2 separate regions of the Gossypium arboreum genome follow, and region 1 is linked to region 2. A link is a contact called in public Hi-C data. All regions are on one chromosome and are shown on one strand. Each heading gives the region's core, a stretch centred on a gene start, on an enhancer-like site or on the middle of the called end of the contact. The rest is flanking DNA. Distances are from core to core; before and after follow the strand shown.

What was found. Hi-C and Micro-C count contacts between places; a contact is called where the count stands out from the background.
Region 1: a Hi-C map of leaf shows a contact between it and region 2, with 5 times the contacts expected there. The contact joins the promoter of LOC108483574 here to the promoter of LOC108482411 in region 2. A contact is called at or near these places in 2 of 5 Hi-C or Micro-C datasets (both in leaf).

What each region holds. Positions count from the first base shown.
Region 1 is chr6:118,152,893-118,156,095 of ASM2569848v2, forward strand. It overlaps LOC108483574 (3beta-hydroxysteroid-dehydrogenase/decarboxylase), which reads left to right and starts at 1,877. Exons shown (of 12, transcript XM_017787042.2): 1 at 1,877-2,328; 2 at 2,416-2,505; 3 at 2,581-2,714; 4 at 2,807-2,977; 5 at 3,064-3,189. The coding sequence starts at 2,097.
Region 2 is chr6:118,015,377-118,018,501 of ASM2569848v2, forward strand. It overlaps LOC108482411 (DNA cross-link repair protein SNM1), which reads right to left and starts at 1,360. Exons shown (of 10, transcript XM_017785538.2): 1 at 481-1,360; 2 at 189-386. The coding sequence starts at 1,176.

The DNA.
Region 1 (3,203 bases), core at 627-3,126, 140 kb after region 2:
ATAAAGTTGAGGGTAAGTTTCATATGGTGGTCGTTTTAGTCATTGAGAGTGTAGAGCTCGTTTGAAGAATCCGTGAAACAACATAGTTTCAAGAGGGCGAGAATGTTGTAGGTAAGATAGATAAGGTGGTTGTGGGGGTGGTTAGGAGGTTAAAGGAACGGGCTTGGAAAACTTTATTGAGGATGAACTGCCGTAAGTCATGATTGGCGAGGTTTTCGAGTGAGGCGAGCTTGTGGACTAGGTCATTGAAAGATCTAAATTGGTTTGTTAAAGCGATGATAGACGATGAGGGTTTGTAATTGTAGGGTGAGAATATACGAAGTGTTGGGGACTGATCCTATATGCAACGAAGTAGTAAAAGTAGAAAAGAACAAACACAAATAGTTTACATGGAAAACCCTTAAAGAGGGAAAAACCACGGGAAAATGAGGCTTCAACTTTTCACTAAATGAGTAAACAGACGAGTGTACAATATGAAGAAAATAAACCTAAAAGTACTAAACGTACAATACCCAAAACCCCGAATATAAAGCTTAAAATTTGAAAGAACAAATCAGTAAACAAAACCCTAAATCTTATAAAGTACTTACAAACAGGGTATAAAATACTCTCGGTAATTACCACAAAACTCTCACCCAAACTCATATGCGACTACATCTTGTCGCCCTCAAAGAAAAACCCTTTGTTGATTGGCCTATCAAAATAGGGATATAATAACCCCTTTAAATAGGACACAACTAGAGTCCTAATATGACTATAATATTCCTAGAATAATCAAAGTTTAATTAAAGAATAAATAGTAGAGTTTAACTAGGAGAAGAAAACCCAATTGAATTTGGGAACACATCACCAAGTCGCGACATTGTTTTCCTCTCGTTGGGACGTCGTTTGTCACGTCATCACGACGCCGTCTCGTAAATATGAGGCACACCCACACGAAGCAAGTGTTATTTTGGTTTCAACGTTCGCCTTTTCTTTTTTCATAAACATAAAACAGTTTTAACAAATGGAAAATATAGAAAACTACGTTAAAAGAGAGAGAGAGGAGGGATGAAAATAGAGGAGAATGGAAAAAAGAAAAAAAAGGAAAGTTAAAAGAATATAAAAGAAAAAAATAGATTACTCAAAACAAAAAAAATATGAGGATCAATTGTATACTTTAACTTAAAATTTTTGTTTGAAATGATAATTTAACGTGCCACGTTAGCTTACCCTTAAACCGTTAATGGCAATTTACAACCCAGTGACTATAATATTCCTAGAATAATCAGAGTTTAATTAAAGAATAAATAGTAGAGTTTAACTAGGAGAAGAAAACCCAATTGAATTTGGGAACACGTCACCACGTCGCGACATTGTTTTCCTCTCGTTGGGACGTCGTTTGTCACGTCATCACGACACCGTCTCGTAAATATGAGGCACACCCTCACGAAGCAAGTGTTATTTTGGTTTCAACGTTCGCCTTTTCTTTTTTCATAAACATAAAACAGTTTTAATAAATGGAAAATATAGAAAAACTACGTTAAAAGAGAGAGAGAGGGAGGGGATGAAAACAGAGGGAGAATGGAAAAAAAAGAAAAAAAAAAGGAAAGTTAAAAGAATATAAAAGAAAAAAATAGATTACTCAAAACAAAAAAAAATATGAGGATCAATTGTATACTTTAACTTAAAATTTTTGTTTGAAATGATGATTTAACGTGCCATGTTAGCTTACCCTTAAACCGTTAACGGCAATTTACAACTCAGTGACTAAAATATTATAACACGTTAATATAAGTGATTAAAACGTAATATTTCAAACATAAATGACTAAAATATAATTTTAAATAACAAAAGTGTCTATATTAATAGTTTTCTCATTATTCTTATTATATATTAAAAGGAAAACGGGTAAAATAAAATGAGAAAAGAATCAGCCAGGAAGGGCCTGCTGCCTCGTTCGCTGGCTCACAACTCACAAGTCACAGGTTACAGAGTTCACTCTTCTCAAGTTCAGATCGAGATCTCTCAAATTGTCCGACTCTCCAATTCCCCTTATTGTTAGCTCCTCGTCTCCTTCTTTTATATTTCCAGCTGCTGCGAAATTTTGGGGCAAAATGTCGGGCGAGGAGAGATGGTGCGTGGTAACGGGCGGCAGAGGATTCGCCGCTCGTCATTTGGTCGAAATGTTAATAAAATACGATATGTTCGCTGTTCGAATTGCCGACTTGCCTTCTAAAATTGACCTCCAATCGCACGAGGAGAATGGACTTCTCGGCCAAGCTTTACGGTCCGGTCGTGCTCAGTACGTCTCCACTGATCTTCGCCATAAAGCTCAAGTACTCAAAGGTCTCTATTACTTCAAAAAACCGCATTATTTTCAGTCGATTTATAAGTAACACTCATTTTGGAACTGTTTTTTAATTGTCTATGTAGCTTTGGAAGGAGTCGAGGTTGTTTTCCATATGGCGGCTCCTAATTCGTCGATTAATAATTATCAGCTTCAACATTCGGTTAATGTTCAAGGTATCTTTTAGTGTTTCGGAATTTATTTCAATTTCTCTTTTTTTATATATATATATCTTTTACTGCAATCTGCAGGTACTAAAAATGTTATTGAGGCTTGCACTGAACTTAAAGTGAAAAGGCTTATCTATACGAGTTCCCCGAGTGTTGTTTTCGATGGGATTCACGCAATCTTTAATGGGAATGAATCCTTGCCTTATCCAGATAAAGTACTAATTTCAATCAATTTGCTTTTCTTTAAGTAGGATTTGGTATATGTTTTTTAATTGTTTGCAATTGATTCACTATTTCATTTTTTCAGCATAATGATTCATACTCAGCTACAAAGGCGTTGGGAGAGGCATTGGTCGTCAAGTCAAATGGAGTTAACGGGCTTCTAACTTGTTGCATACGTCCTAGCAGTATTTTTGGCCCTGGAGATGGGTTGTTGGTTCCATCTTTGGTTGCGGCAGCCAGAGCAGGGAAATCCAAGGTGGTTATGTGACTTTTTGTCATTATTTTTCATAGTGTATGCCTCTTTGTTGTGTCTTCTTATTTGTTTTTGTTTTAACTGATTAGTTCATAATTGGTGATGGCAACAATGTATATGATTTCACTTATGTTGAGAATGTGGCTCATGCTCATATTTGTGCTGAACGAGCTCTAGCATCTGGAGGAGAAGTTGCAGAAAAAGCTGCAGGGAAGGTACTCTTTTAATT
Region 2 (3,125 bases), core at 110-2,609:
TTCTCATGCTTATCGCAAATAGTTTTGTAACAATAATCTCTTTGTTAAATTACCACAATGATAATTTCCGATCCACAAAAATTCTGGTGATATCCACATTCCTAAACCATTTCCTATTCCAGAGCCGTAAAACATATGGAAGTACTATACTCAATACGAGTATCCAAGAGACAGTCTAAGCAGCATACCTCTTCGGTCAACCACTTTAGAGTGTCCCAATCAACCTCTTCTCGGACAAAAGCTGCGGCATATTTTGCTAAACCAAGACCACTTAACCAATTAACAACAGGGGAGACATCAACAACTTGTCGAGGAGACGAAAGGGGACCATCTACAACCTCAGGAAAGCTATGAAGCTCACTGTCAACACTAGAATGAACAACAACCTACGAATAATCACATGTACAACAGGAAGCCAATTACCACAAAGAAGAGCAAATAAGCATTACTATACCATAGGAAGATGAATATTGAACTTACTCTTGGAGGCGGATTCTCCACCTTGTCGAGACAACCATTGGTGTGAACTAGCCGCTGCTCTTCATTCAAATTCGTAATATCAACCCCACAAAGCGGACACGGAACTGAACCATTGTCTTCACCATTTCTTTCATTTTCAACTCCATTGTCTTCTTCTTCTTCTCGAGACACTTCTTCTTTTTCTTCCACCTCATCGCATAGCTTAAGTAACTCATCAAGCTCCTCATCTTCCTCGCAAACTTCACGGAATCCCTCGCTTAATTCTGATATCGGCCTTATCAATCTCCACTCTACTGAATTACACATATAACCTTTAGTCAATTCCAATGACTCCATTTTCTTCTCGTCACATTTTCCAGTATCAGATTCCTTATTTTGAGCAGAGGTTGAATCAAAACTAGAATCGATGCTGGAAGGTATTAAATCCAAGCCGCAAATATCGTGAAGATCGGGGAGATCATCGGATCGAGTTGCTGGAATGGCGGAAACGACGGCGTTTTCTTTCCCAGGGTTAGCGGAGTGCTTGCGTTTCTTGAAAGGAGGGTGGGGAGTGTTGGAAGGTTTAAGGGGGGTTTTGTGTGAGGTAGGTTTTAGGGAAGCTGAAAGGGTTTGAGTTGGGGGAATTTGAAAATCGTCGTCGTCGTCGTCGCCGGCAGCGGCGTAGATAAGCTGGGATGCAGTGGATCTTGAGAGCATTGCTCTATGTTGGGGAGAGGACTCAGCGGAGCGTGGCCGAAACGGTAGAGACTGGATTTGAGGAACTCGGGACGGTTAGGATTTAAATTATTTTCACGGGGCACATTGGAGGGAAAACGGGGCATTCCCTTAAAAGGAAAGAACCAAACAAAAAAAAGATGGCTACTGCTAAGTCACCGTACCTACCCCATTCAACGTTTTAACTAAATTTTTAAAATATTAGGGGCATGCTTGGTTACAATCCAATTTTGTGGGCCTACCAGAAACCATAGTTTGGTTCAATAGAATGCCTATTACGGGCCTATTCTATTATGTGTTTAAGCATGGAATAGGAGGCATTCTTATTCCGTTTCATCACCACTAAATACGCAATTAATATAAGTCTCGTTTTCATTTTATCCTCCGATTTTCTCATCTCAAAAAGCTCTTACTCAACCTGATCTCAATCCTGACCTCCTTTGCTTCCTTTGTCTCCTACCAGTAGCAATCCTCCCTCAGATAAACCTTTATCTTTTTTGTTATTCCTTTCAATTTCCTCTGCCTCTTTTAGTAACCCTAACAAGACTAGTTCAAAGTCTTGAAAATGGAAATGGCAAATCTATGTTTTACCAAAAGGGTTATCTCCGTCTCCATCTAAATCTCTAATATGCCAAAGATTTTCCCAGATTTGCAATTGATTCATCTGCCTGTAATTATTTTTTCTCCCATTTTGATTTCCTTTTTTTTTCTATTTTTTCATTAAATTAGTAGAAATAATAGGTTTCTTTTCAGTAATGGTAAACCATCTAAATTAAATACATTAAATTCTCAAGATCTTATCTTGTTATTATACGAAATCAATTTAGTATATCCTATATAATTTTGAAGATTGATGCTGGTTTTATATTGTTGAACTTTAATGGTGTTGTAACACCCCGTACCCGAGTCCGTTACCGGAGTCGAACACAAGGTGCACACAGACTTAACTTAATTGTTTCACTGTCCATAAAAAAAAATTTCCAGACTAGCTGGCTACTACGTCACTGTCGCCTTAAAAATCATATCTTGAGTTTTAAAGCTTGAAAATCAGTTTCGTAAATTTTCCCTGAAACTAGACTCATAAGTCCATCAACATATTTTTTTTCTAGAATTTTTGGTCGGGCCAATTAGTACAGTTTATTAGTTAAATTCTCCCCTAATCCAGGGTTCGACTACACTGACCTTCATGCATTACGAATTGGATATCTCCCTGTACAGGGCTTCAATACTGATGCCGTTTGTTTCCATAGAAACTAGACTCAGAGAGGAATCTATACATATATGGCATGACTCCTAATTATCTCTGGTTAATTTACAATGAATTTCCAAAGTCGGAACAGGGGATCCAGAAACCGTTCTGGCCCTGTTTCACGAGAACTTTAATATCTCTTAACATATAACTCATATGACCGTTTCGTTTCTTCCATATGAAAGTAGATTCATCAAGGTTCATTTACATAATTTATTCACTATTTAATACCATTCCTACTATTTTTAGTGATTTTTCACATCCACATCACTGCTGCTGTCAGCATCTGCCTTTAAGGTAGGCTTTACCTATTTCATGGTTTCCATGATTCAATTGGCCCTTTTTGCATACATAGCACAAAGTGTGATCATGATTAACCATTCCAATGGCTAATCGTTTCAAAACCATTCCATACCTCATAATGATCAACATACAAACGATTATAGTACTATGCTAAAAACGTATGGCTATCCAAGTTTACACAAAACCGAAAGGTACATGACCTACAACCAAAGGGTAGTCCTATACATGCCATTTCAAAGTTCAACCAAAATTGTACCAAAATGGGGGCTTTGATAGTGTGGATGACTTCGACTTCGATGATCCCGAATCCGATAGCTAACGAGCAAAATCTATAAAACAGAGAGCCAAAGCAACGGGTAAGCATTTTAATGCTTAGTAA